Linked DNA regions of Sus scrofa: all the other regions are linked to region 1. Evidence: chromatin contacts called from public Hi-C and HiChIP or PLAC-seq data. All regions are on one chromosome and are shown on one strand. Each heading gives the region's core, a stretch centred on a gene start, on an enhancer-like site or on the middle of the called end of the contact. The rest is flanking DNA. Distances are from core to core; before and after follow the strand shown. Region 1 overlaps PKD2 (polycystin 2, transient receptor potential cation channel). Region 2 has its middle 46 kb from the start of ABCG2. Region 3 has its middle 24 kb from the start of ABCG2.

What was found. A called contact is a pair of places that touch in the nucleus more often than the background predicts. HiChIP or PLAC-seq counts read pairs in DNA pulled down with a chosen protein or histone mark.
Region 2: a Hi-C map of skeletal muscle shows a contact between it and region 1, with 5 times the contacts expected there. The contact joins two enhancer-like sites. A contact is called at or near these places in 1 of 47 Hi-C or Micro-C datasets (skeletal muscle) and 1 of 2 datasets of contacts at active chromatin or transcription factors (skeletal muscle).
Region 3: a contact with region 1 is called in an H3K27ac HiChIP or PLAC-seq map of skeletal muscle. The contact joins two enhancer-like sites. A contact is called at or near these places in 2 of 2 datasets of contacts at active chromatin or transcription factors (alveolar macrophages and skeletal muscle).

What each region holds. Positions count from the first base shown.
Region 1 is chr8:131,013,067-131,017,402 of Sscrofa11.1, forward strand. PKD2 (polycystin 2, transient receptor potential cation channel) reads right to left here. Exons shown (of 15, transcript NM_001245979.1): 10 at 3,617-3,715; 11 at 1-99. Among named protein-coding and RNA genes, the nearest start is that of PKD2, 44 kb to the right of the region's middle. Within about 2 kb of position 2,100, at least 36 of the 83 cell types and tissues checked have an H3K27ac peak or open chromatin away from gene starts, as enhancers often do. A contact at or near this core is called in skeletal muscle, where this site is marked.
Region 2 is chr8:130,804,833-130,809,168 of Sscrofa11.1, forward strand. No RefSeq gene overlaps it. Among named protein-coding and RNA genes, the nearest start is that of ABCG2, 46 kb to the right of the region's middle. Within about 2 kb of position 2,264, at least 12 of the 83 cell types and tissues checked have an H3K27ac peak or open chromatin away from gene starts, as enhancers often do. A contact at or near this core is called in skeletal muscle, where this site is marked.
Region 3 is chr8:130,827,319-130,831,654 of Sscrofa11.1, forward strand. No RefSeq gene overlaps it. Among named protein-coding and RNA genes, the nearest start is that of ABCG2, 24 kb to the right of the region's middle. Within about 2 kb of position 2,258, at least 11 of the 83 cell types and tissues checked have an H3K27ac peak or open chromatin away from gene starts, as enhancers often do. A contact at or near this core is called in skeletal muscle, where this site is marked.

The sequences.
Region 1 (4,336 bases), core at 850-3,349:
ATCGAAATTTAACTTGCCGCCCCCTTGACGCAGACTCTCTGAAATGTCATCCACGGTGTTTTTTTTCAGTTTTAGCTTGACCAAGGCTTTATGGTAGCCCTGGGGAAGAAAAGCCATCATTGAATCTGTCCTCCTTTTGCATCTGCGCTGCCTTCTACCTACAGAGGTAACTACTGCAAAGCCAGTGACCAGAACAGTGCCTGACATACGTGGGCCACTCAACAAGCATGTGTTGGATGAATGATGAAGGCATCCTGTGTTTTCCAGGAAGCTCCCGAGAGGGAATTATATGGGAAGAGTTAAGGTCTTTCAGTAAATCAAGAAGACCTAGGGACCTCTGGCTTATATTCAAGCTCGGCTTACAGGACTGAAAAAGCACAAATGTGTTCCATGGCTGTCTGCCTCTGGCTACGCAGGAATGTGCCAGAGTTCTTGAGAAAACAGAAACGGATTAATTATTTTCCATACATCTCATAGCTGGAATTCCTTACGTATGTCACGTGCATAAAAGAATTTCAGGAGTTCCTGTCGTGGCTTGGTGGTTAACGAATCTGACTAGGAACCATGAGGTTGCGGGTTTGGTCCCTGTCCTTGCTCAGTGGGTTGGGGATCTGGTGTTGCCGTGAGCTGCGGTGTAGGTTGCAGACGCGGCTCGGATCCCGTGTTGCTGTGGCTCTGGCGTAGACCGGCGGCTACAGCTCCGATTCAACCCCTAGCCTGGGAACCTCCATATGCCGCGGGAACGGCCCTAGAAATAGCAAAAAGACAAAAAAAAAAAAAAAAAAAAGAATTTCAGTGACACAGAGATGAGTACTGTTCACTAATGGACTAGAGGCAGAGCCTATTATGCCTGGTGGCACGGGGCTGTACAAATGACAACTGTGTGACGCGATGTTGATAATCAAAGGAAAAAATTACCACTGGCCTATGAACTTTAAAACTTTCTGTTAAAAATTAAAAATTCCCTTAGGGTTGGTTATAAATTTACAGGGAATTGTTTTTTTTTTTTCTTTTTTGGCCACACTCAGGGCATATGAAAGTTTCCCGGCCAGGGACTGAATCCAAAGCTTCAGCTGTGACCTAGGCCACAGCTGTGCCAACGCCGGATCCTTAATCCACTGTGCCACACAGTGGAGACTCTGGCAATTTTTAAAATATTAAGATGAAAATTGAAATTTTAAATAGTAGAAACATTCAAAATTAAAGTTTCACTTCTTTGTAAAAAACTTAACCAGAGTAGTTTGAAGAGTGCTTGCTTTCTTCTTCTTGTATAATTTATGATAGAGAGTGGGCATCTTTTCTATTTCATAATCCTTTTTGTTTGTTTGTTTTAAGGGCCACGCTTGAGGCATTTGGAGGTTCCCAAGCTAGGGGTCGAATCGGACCTGTAGCTGCTGGCCAGATCCGAGCCACATCTGCGACCCACACCACAGCTCAGGGTAACGCCGGAGCCTCAACCCACTGAGCGAGGCCAGGGATCGAACCTGCAACCTCAAGGATCCTAGTCAGATTCGTTTCTGCTGCGCCACGACGGGAACTCCCTCATAATCCTTTCTTAATCTGGATCAGCTTCCAACATTTTATCCCTGGCACTTTCAAAGTGGTGAAATGTCACTAAGTTCCTTTGATGTGAAGTTTGTGGCCAGTGTCATTCTCTCTGAGAGCTCTTCATCCTATGTGTCACAATCACGTTCCTCGTTTATGGTAAATTTGCTTCCCTGGGTTCGTCTGGCTGCCGTCTAACTCTGGAATGCTGGCGGGGTCCCCACTCCCACAGCCAGCTACAGAGTCAATAAATGCATTACACTCATTTCGAATTTCTCTTCCGATGTCATCATTCTTGGTTCCTTTGCCAAACTTTCTTCTTTCCTGGCCTATTGTCTCTTTTAATTTTGGGTGTTTGTAAAATGCCACTTGGGTTTATCACGGGGAGATGAGGTGTCTGAACACAGCTGCGCTCTGTGTGGAAACTGACTGGCAGATGCGCAGTGACCAAGCCTTGACTTGGAAGAAGTGACGCGATCAGCCAGTGGTTATGCTGCACACCTGTTATTTATGTAACGATCTGTAGCGATAGGAGTGAGGTCTGCCCTTCGTGCTATTAGTCACAGGCAATAGACTGCGGTAACCGAAGGTGACCTTTGTACTTTGTTATCCCTCAACAGCCAAGATACTGTGATAACCGAAACATGACCTGTGTTGAGAGGCTGGTGTTATTTCACTGAAATAACTGGAGTTTGGACACATTGGAAGCAAAGTGCAAAGTGAGGGCTGCTTGTAGACACCCTGGGGATTTGCTAGAATGTAATCACCTGTTACGCAACGCTCAGGATAACATAAACGCTAGGTCCTGTGCAAGGGACTTTGTTCTCCAAAGTGGACGTTCTCTGTCACAACCTGATTCACAGACAACATTGTCCGATGGTTTGAACCAAATAGAAAAATATTACGGTCAAGGAGCCACACCGTATCTTCAGCAGAATGATGTTTAAAGAACAAGCTGTGTACTTCAGATGCAGTTATTTGTTGTTGCTTGAATTTTAGACGTCAGACCAAAGAGAGAAGTCACATTGCGAAGAACAAAGTTGGGCAGCTTTCCTGTCCTGCCCTTCCACCGAACAATCAAACACTTCCTGAGAAGGGGCGTAAGTGAAAGTTCTCAGGCTCTTAGGCTGTGGACTTGCTCCAGGGACTTTTCCTTTGGCTATTTTAAAACGTCCCTGGTAAGTCCGGGGTAAGGAGGGAACCACAACATATTTGCCTCTAAAACTTTTTTTCCTTTTAATTAACTAATTCATTAATTAATTCACTTGGCTGTGGCGTGCAGTAGCTTGATGTGGGATCTCAGCTGCTAGACCAGGGATCAAATCCAAGCTACAGTGGGGACAGCACCGAGTGCTAACCACTGGACCACCAGGGATCGCCCCACCCCCTTTTTTAAAAATTGCAATTGATATAGAAGAAGTGGAAATGTCTTTATATAATCTTCCCTTCCCATTTATTCTTTTTTTTTTTTTTTTTTTTTTTTTTGCATTTCAGGGCCGCACCCGTGGCATATGGAGTTTCCCAGGCTAGGGGTCGAATCGGAGCTACTACGGCTGCTGGCCTGCACCGCGGGCACAGCAACACAGGATCCAAGCTGCATCTGAGACCTACACCACAGCTCACGGCAACGCGGGATCCTTAACCCACTGAGCGAGGCCAGGGATCGAACCCACAATCTCATCGTTCCTAGTTGGATTCGTTTCTGCTGCGCCATGACAAGAACTTCCTATTCCCGTTTATTCTGAACTCTGGATCTGGAAGTGAAAACCAACTAGAGGAGGTGTCAAAATAAACAAAGGGGATGAAACCAGCAGCTCAGCTCTTCAGGGGCAAAAGAGATTATGGAAAATTGAATTCTAGGGCATGAAAGGAGTCCCAGAATTTAAGTCCAAGCTAGCAGTATATCCAAGTAGCTCCAAGGGACAGAATATGTAAATTATTCCTGGAACATAGCAATCTACTCCTCATTTTAAACAGTGTCAATGGATCCATGTTGATTTGGCCATCTGGTTGCAACATGCTCATTTTATGCAGAAAATAAAGCAATTCTGAGAATTAGGGCTTGTCATACCTTTCTGATAAGATCTGAGAGTTCCATTTCAGCTTTCTGCTGGGCCAAATCAGATTTAACTTCAGAGTAAGTATCATTGATGATGGCCAAAAACATATTCTGTTTGTAAATCAAAGAATGTAAAGATTAAAGAAGAAACCTCAATGTATTTTGTAAACACCAATCCAAAGTTTGACACACATCTAAATTTTTCCCAAGTGAAATGTTAAAAGAAGTCATCAATTAATAGTTTTGCCACCACAGTCATTGGGAAAATTAGTTTTTCCATTGTCATGGCAAAAGAAAATGCAATATACATTCTCACTTACAAAACCATATATTGCAATATATTTTGTGAGAGACAAGAATGAAACACAACAGAGTGTTAATGTATTTACCTGTGAGTGATGGGATTATTTCATTATTTTTGCTTATCTGTGTCATCTACATTTTCCTCATTTGACATAAATTATTAGGGGTACAGAACTCTAAATAGCTCAACTTTCAATAGTCCACGGAGACAACCAGAATTGTACACTTATTCCAAATACTATTGTATGATAATAGTTGAGGTTTATACAACCTACGTTAAGGAGTTAAGAAGACCTCTGCAAACAGAAACATGGCAAGCCTGGTGGAAAGACAGTCCAGAAAAGCTTAGTGGAAAAGACACAGATTCTGGAGTCAAAGAAACTTGGGGTTCTGTCCTGCCACTGCCAAGACCATGTTGTATAATCTTCT
Region 2 (4,336 bases), core at 1,014-3,513, 210 kb before region 1:
GGGCTCAAGATGAGTTAGGAAGTCTTGCCTTCTCTTCAGTTTGGGGAATATTTTGAAAAAGATAGGTATTAAATCTTCTTTGAATGTTTGATAGAATTAATCTGCCACCTGGCCCTGGACTTTTGTCGTGGGGAGCTTTTTAAGTACTGTCCCGGTCTCTGTACTAGGGATTTGTCTGCGCCTTCATTGTCGCTTCTTGTTGCTCCGGGGTGATTGCTGCCTTGCTTCTGCCGGAGCCATTGTTCCTCGGATGGTGGGCTCTTTCCTTGCGTCCAGGATCCCTGAGACACAGGCTTTGCAGTGGGGGGAGGGGAACAGTGTAGGGGGAGCCAGGGTCCCACAGGCATCTCTGCCATGTGTGGTATAAGGTTTGGGGGCTCTGCCACCGCGGATGGAGGTGGGTCTTGGGAGCTTCAGCAGCTAGAGAAACAGGGTCACAGGTACCACTGTCACTGCTGCCCAGTTACCTGTGGCCATGGGTACCAGTGCTGTTGGGAGGCTGGAGTCACATGTGTCAGGTCCTGTCCTGCTACTCAGTTCTCTGAAGCTGTGGGCTCTGCTGCCACAATCAGAAGACGGGATTGCAGGCATGACCCTTCTGTTCCCTCAGTTATGCCTCTGTTTCCAGCCTACTCAGCTTTAGGTGTGCAAATATGTGGCATCCTCTGGTGTCCTGTTGTGTTGGGCAGAGGCACCTTTGTTGAGTCGTGGGTGTTTTATTGGTTGTAGATTGAAGGGAAGAGACAAATGTTGTTTTTCACTCTACCATGTTTCTGATGTCACTCCTACTTCTCTTTTCTTAGTTAAACAGGAAATAAGGTTACCAGCTGAGAATGACTATAGGTGAGGAGACAGAAGAAACCAGGACTTGTTGAAATAGGAAAATAGAGAAGTGAATGGGCTAGGGAAACATAGTGTGAGCTGCGAGGCACCGCTTGGGCTCCCAGCATTAAGATTTGAGATCATGGACTTCCCGTCATGGCTCAGTGGTTAACAAACCTGACTAGCATCCATGAGGTCACAGGTTTGACCCCTGGCCTTGCTCAGTGGGTTCAGGATCCAGCATTACTGTGAGCCGTGGTGTAGATTGCAGATGTGGCTTGGATCCCACATTGCTGTGGCTGTGATCTAGGCTGGTAGCTGTAGCTCCGATTCGACCCCTAGCCTGGGAACCTCCACATGCCTCGAATGTGGCCCTAAAACACACACACACACAAAAAAGATTTCTGATCATGAATTTAAAAAATCAGATATCTGATTTTTTACCATAATTGTTTTTATGTGTTTTTCTCCACCCACATTCAGCTGCAAGGATGTAGGCGCAGAGTAGGGGAGATTTGAATTTAACTAGAGATTCTGGTTTTGCCCAGCAAGTGGCAATGCAGAAGAGGGGCAAGGGAGTTGAAAGTGTTTGCAAGGGTGTTAGCATAAGAAATGATCATGGAATTTCAGCTGATATGGAGATGAAAGGAAGCAGTAGGGGACAGGGCATAGTGAACTATTAGTCAAGGTAATGGTTATAGGGCTTTGGGGCGGGGGTTGTGGGAGTTGGATTCCCAGAGGTAGCGAGGTGGAAAGATGGGAAAAGGGGGTCAGAGAGCAAGGTCCATGAGATGAGATGGGTGATGACAGCGTCTGTGGCATGAGCTGGGAGGGCATAGCTGAGGCAGAGCGAAGAACAGGAAGATCAGAGGGGAGAAGTTCAAGGTTGGCAGAAGCCAGTGGGCTGGAAAAATAACCTGTGTGTATAGTGAACTCACAAGAAGTGAGACGGGGGAGAGTTAGAGAGAGTGACAGTGTGCCAGCTACTGATAAACGGGAGAAGAGGTCCTGGAGTCCGCAGAAAGCAGCACCCATGAAGAGCAGTCGGCGATCCAGTCTGATGCCACGCGGAGATGAGGAGGCCAGTTGGTAGATGATCCACTTGGGATGTTCGCATCTTGCGGCGGTTTCTTCTCTCAGAATAAGCGACGTGAAATTCCCCAGTGGAACCTGAAGGAAGACTCTTGTTTCTAGAATGGCTTTTCGTACTCTCGTCACAAGAGGGCACCAGCCTCTGGCAAAGGATTGTTTCTGTTTTTCATCTCAAGCGGGGGCAACCGTCTTTACTTCGGAGGATGAGAGGAGCACAATTAAAAGATACTTGGAGCAATACGTTTAAGCTGGGCTCTTCCTCTGCAAACCGGGACACGAGCTCACACGCTGCCTGGCACAATAGAGCACAGCCAGGTTAATTATGATCTAGCTCTACGCCAAAGGCTCTCATTCCCTCAAATCATGACACAGAGTAGAAGGAGAAGTGACCCAGCTGGCTTTTATCTTGGAGATCAAGAAGGACTTTCTCCTCCACCCAGTTCCCTAGTGATTTGTATTGTCTATCCTGTTTTTCCCCTCAGTGCAATCCTGGTTTGACTATATCCTCAAGAGAATTGCTTTATTCCTCAGAATAAGTAATATGTCTTGGTCATTTGAAAGTGGTCTAATACTGTTCTTTGAATTCCCATAGTTCTTTTCTGCCTCTTTTATCTTCTATATTATGTGATAATTATTCCTATGCTTGTTTTATTTCTTCTTTTAGACATGATTTACACGCTGAGGAGATTAAAATACAGATAGTAAAGATGGCTGTTTTTTTTGGCGGGGGTGGGGAGTTCCTGTTGTGCCTCAGCAGGTTAGGAACCTGACCTGGTGTCCATGAGGAGCTGTGTCTGATCCCCCTCCTCACTAAGTGAGTTAAGGATCTGACGTTGCCTTGAGCTGTGATGCAGGTTGCAGATGCAGCTCAGATCTGGCGTTGCTGTGGCTGTGGCGTAGGGTGGCAGCTGCAACTGTGATTTGACCCCTAGCCTGGGAACTTCCATATGCCACAGAGGCAGGCCCCCGCTCCCCCCCCCCCCCCCCGCAAAAAAAGAAAGAAAACGGCTATTTTTTTTTCTTCTTCTAGTTTTATTGAGATATTACTGACATCTAGCACTGTATGTCTGAGGTTTACAGCATAGTGGTTTGATTTACATACATCATGAAGTGTTATGACAAAAAGTTTATCATCTCAAATGGGTACAAGATTCAGGAGTCATCTTATTATCATAAGCTCGAGTATGGTTGAAAGGGGATGGTTGTAAATAACAAAAGATGCTCCTGTCACTCAAGACATTACAAGAGTTTTAGAAGCTGTGTCAGGAACCGAGGACAAAGACCAAATATATATTTCTTACTGTATTTCACATGTCACTCTTGAAAACAGACCATCAGCTTCTAGGCACCTGGAGAATCTGAGGATGGGGGTTGGTTGCCTGAGAAACCAACCATATGATTGGAAGGTTGAACTTTCAGCCTCACCCCCCAACCTCCAGGGAGGGGAGAGGACTAGAAGTTGGGTTCATCAGCAGTGACCAAATATATAATCAATCATGCCTTACATAATGGAACCTCCATAAAACCCTCTAAATGATGGAGTTCAGAGAGTTTCAGGGTTGAACACGTCAGGGTGCTGAGAGGGTGGTGTCCCCAGAGAGGGCATGGAATTCCAAGCCACTTCTTCCATCCTGGCCCTATGTATCTCTTCTATTTGGCTGTACTTGAGTTGTATTCTTTATATTATTATTATTATTATTTTTGTCTTTTTGCCATTTCTAGGGCTGCTTCCCGCAGCATATGGAGGTTCCCAGGCTAGGAGTCGAATCGGAGCTGTAGTCACTGGCCTACGCCAGAGCCACAGCAACACGGGATCTGAGCCTTGTCCGCCACCTACACCACAGCTCACAGCAACACTGGATCCTTAACCCACTGAGCAAGGCCAGGGATTGAACCCCCAACCTCATGGTTCTTAGTCGGATTCGTTAACCACTGAGCCACGACGGGAACTCCAAGTTGTATCCTTTATAATAAACCAGAACTAGTAACTTGTTTGCCCAAGTTCTGTGAGCTGTTCTAGCAAGTTGTCCAACTGGAGGGGACCTTGGGAACACCTGATTTGTAGCTGGTGATGTAGGACTTGCAACTGGTGTCAGAAGTGAGAGCAGTTTTGCAAAATTGACCCTTAACCTGTGCAACCTATGTTAATTCTGGGAAGTTGATATCAGAATTGAATTGAATTGTAGCACCTCCAGTTGGTGTCTGGACTGCTGCCACTTGGAGAATTGGTTGGTGTAAGAAAACCCCCAGGTATTTGGTGTCAGAAGATTGTGAGTAAAAGCAGTTCAGATGTGGTAACAAGCAAGGCGTGCTGTATCTCTGAGCTTCCGTGGGCCACCCAGAGCTTTCCAGTATATCGGGACTGAAGCAGGTGGAGCCTCCTCCTGATCCTTTGGGGCATTCATTCAGATTCTGAAGCCCT
Region 3 (4,336 bases), core at 1,008-3,507, 190 kb before region 1:
TTTGGCCTACTGCTCCCTCTGTAGCACTACTGTGATCTCAGTCTACTCATTACAGTTAAGTTTAGTTGTAAGACCGTGATATAAAACAGGATGGGTGTTTATCTCTCTTGTTCAAGAAACCCAGAGGTAGACATTCCAGAGACAGTGTAGTAATTCCAGGGTTTCAGGAACTCTCATTCCTTCTATGTTGTTGCTTTGCCACATGTAGCTTCTATGCTCAGTCATCTCGTGCTCCAAAATAGTGATGGGAACTCCAGTCATGTTTGGATTCCAGCCAACAGGAAAGAGGAAGAGAGAAAGAACACTCTATGTTTCTATAAATGTTGGGTAAAGGAGGAAATGGAACATCTGATTTTTTAAAAAATGGTTTTTTGAAGATAAACGTTTGCTGTCTAAGTAAAATCCCATCTACCTTCATGGGAGCCTCAGGGAATGATAACAAAGTGCTACTTTAAACCAAATGTATTTCTAAACATCCTACTAGTAAAAATGTAGTTAAGCTTAATCTTTTTGTAACACCTGTTGCCCAGGAGAATTAGATTTTTTTTTTTTTTTTTTGCTTTTGCTTTTTTAGGGTCACACCTGCGGCATATGGAATTTCCCAGGCTAGGGGTTGAATAGCTGCCGGCTTACACCACAGCCAAAGCCACACCAGATCCCAGATGCAACTGGGACCTACACCACAGCTCACAGCAATGCCAGATCCTTAACCCACTGAGTGAGGCCAGGGATTGAACCTGTGTGCGTCCTCATGAATACTAGCTGGGTTCATAACATGCTGAGCCGTGATGGGAAATCCCTAGATTTTTTTTTTCTTCACACCAGAAACAGTTAAATTTTTTTTTAAATAAATGCACATGGAGTTCCCGTCGTGGCACAGTGGTTAGCAAATCCGACTAGGAACCATGAGGTTGCAGGTTCGGTCCCTGCCCTTGCTCAGTGGGTTGACGATCCGGCGTTGCCGTAAGCTGTGGTGTAGGTCGCAGACGCGGGCTCGGATCCAGCATTGCTGTGGCTCTGGCATAGGCTGGTGGCTGTAGCTCTGATTCGACCCCTAGCCTGGGAACCTCCATATGCCGCGGGAGCAGCCCAAGAAATAGCAAAAAGACAAAAATAAAAAAAAATAAAAATAAAATAAATGCACAACTCCAATATATTAAAATATATTTATTAATATTTATATATTAAAATGTACACATTTACTATTAGGAAGTCAGTCAATAAAAACAGTATTTTTGATGAGCACAGAAATATTGTGAGAAGGGTTTATTATAGTTGCAGAAAGCCTCTGAAATAAATTTATTTCTGCATTTGGTCATACAGTATTGAGAAAAATCTGATTCAGATGAGTAGTTGGAGATAGTTCAGGTTTTTGTATTGTTTTGTTCATCTTACAATTTTATGATTTTTCTCTGATTAAACAGAGATGACAAGAGAAGATTTATTCTGAGATACATATAAAAATGACCCAAGTTGGAGTTCCCTTTGTGTCTCAGTGGTTAATGAAGATGCGGGTTTGATCCCTGGCCTCGCTCAGTGCGTTAAGGATCTGGCGTTGCTGTGGCTGTGGAGTAGGCTGGCGGCTACAGCTCTGATTTGATCCCTAGCCTGGGAACTTCCATGTGCCTCAGGTGGGGCCCTAAAAAAGCAAAAATTAAAAAAAAAAGAAAAAGAAAATAAATTACAGTGACCCAAGTTAACACATAGGCTTCCAGTGTGATGTATGAGAGGGCACACTACCTATAATTTTATGCAGTTTCTTAAAAGTCTTAAATGAATAGATATGTGCATATGTATGTGTGTATACACACACACATATATTTTGTTTATTGGCTTTAAACTACTTTAAAATTGCTTCCTTGAAAATTATATACCATACATTTTAAGTGTACAAGTCAATGAATTTTAGTAAATTTGTAGAGTTGTGTACCCCTTTTCTACCACCTCAGATAGCTCACAGTAAATGTTTGCTTACTGGTACCAGGTGCAGAGCCTGGGCCTTCTCTCCTGTATTTCCCGACCTTCCAGCTGGGAGGAGTGGATGGTCTGGAAGCCAGTGTGCCAGTGTCTGTACAAAAAGACCTGCGATCTCTGTTCCTGCAAATAGAAGTCTGAATATAGCTATAAAACTCATGATAAAACGGTGATTTTGTCATTAAGAGGCCTGTGGGCCGACTGGTTTGTGTGCTGTGTAGTCCTGCACAGTCCGTACTGACGTGCGCGCTGTGTGTGGAACTGGAATGTGCGGTGGTATCAGAGGACAGCTCTTCTGACGTCCAGAGGTCTCACTGCGGAGTGCCGTCTTGTGGAGGGGCCAGCTGCAGATGACATTCTCTGTGGCCTTGGATGCCTCCCAGAAGGCACATTTACAACACCCCACAAAACGGAGGCCACGCTTGCCAGATGATGACACTGGACGTTATGTGAGCGGGTTCACTACTGCGTGTAGCCGGAGAACTGCTGTCTTTTGCAAACTGTTGTCTCTGTCTGTTTCTGAGAACTTGTAGCTCCTACAAAACTGCTATCAAAGTTGGCCTGCTTGTCCCTCAGTAAAAGTGGCAACACTACACAGGACGTTACCCCAACCTGTTTTTGGCAGATTGACTCCATGGAATTAAACCCCCCCCTCTTTTTTAAGCTGATAAGGTGACAATACTTTTTGAAAAAAAATACAGGTGAGACCTACCTAGTGGACCAAGCAGGTATGGAACAGGTCCTAGGGGAGAGAAGCAGACCTCACTGATAAAGGGGTGACAAGGGATAGTCAGATACAACGAAATGTACTAAGGTCTCTTCTTGGAATACGTTGGAAAGACGGGATAGAAAGGCTGGGTGTGGACAAAAGCCTGATGAGACTATAGAGGCTCCTTCCTTGACTAGCAAATGAGGCTGCCCTGCCAGCTTTGCTCGCACAGTTCTCTGTGGCTCACCCTACTGCTGAAACAGGAGGAGGAGCAAGAGGACCAGGTCCCCCTGCTGAGACCTGTGCGGTGTGCACTGATGCTCACATCGCCATTCAGCACCACCTCCTCTTCTTCTGTCAGGAAGCAGCAGGCCCAGGGCAGGGGTTGAGGCTCCTCCATTTCTAACTGGAACCGGAGGACTTATGCATTGGTCCAAGTATGCTGGGAACTTGATGGCACTTAAATTCGTCAAACCTGTCAGACCTAGAAAATTCCTAGAAAATTCATCAGCAAAGTCAAAAAGTTGCTTTGGATGCAGAAACAAATCTTCGAATGGATTACGGACTGATAGGAATATAAGGGTGGGCTCTTCTGAGCCAGTTACACAAGGTGCTGTAACAGATAACTGCTGAATGCACTAGAGCAAAAGTTGTGTTTTTTTTTTTTTTTTAATTCTTCTTGCTTATGTGCAGTCTTTCCTCTTTCCCACCCTGTGCACTAATCTATTTTGGACTGAATAGCTTTGCTTTCTCTGGGCATCTCATTAAATTGAGTTCTGAAATCTTCTTTGCTTGACTTCTTTTCACCTCCACCTTCTTGAAGCTCCCCCATCATATAACATGAATGATTAACTTTTATGGCCGAGTGGCACTCTGCTCTATGGATATGCTAAATGTTGTTTATGCACTGGTTGTCCCACATTCAGGTTGTTTCCAGTTTGGGGTTATTATAAATAATGCTGCATTTGCTTACAGGCCTTTGTGTGGATGTTTGTTGTTATTTCTCTTGATTGAGTCTTAGGAGTGACTTTCCTTTTTTTTTTTTGGTCTTTTTGTCCTTTTTAGGGCTGTACCCTTGGTATATGGAGGTTCCCAGGGTAGGGGTCTAATTGGAGCTGTAGCTGCTGACCTATGCCAGAGCCACAGCAACGCCAGATCTGAGCCGCGTCTGCTACCTGTCACCACAGCTCATAGCAATGCCGGATCCCCAACCTACTGAGCGAGGCCAGGGAGCGAACCCACAACCTCATTGTTCCTAGTTGGATTTGTTTCTGCTGCGCCACGACGGGAACTCAGGCTTTCCTAATTTTAAAGAAACTATCACACTGTCTTCCCAAGTAATTGTACCGCTTCACGTTCCCACTAGCAATATGTGAGGATTCCAGTTTCCTCAGATTCTCTCACCAACACTATAACACTATTGTGTCTTTCTTTTTTTTATTGAAGGATATAGTTGATTTACAGTGTTGCGTTGTCTTTTGCATATAGCTGTTCTAGTGGCATGATGTAGTGTTTTTTTATAATGATTTTTATTTTTTCCATTATAGCTGGTTTACAATGATGTAGTATCTCATTGTGATTTTAATTTGTTATTTCCCTAATGACTAGCAAGTATATTTTTGTGTGCCTATTAGCTATTTGCAGATCTTTGAT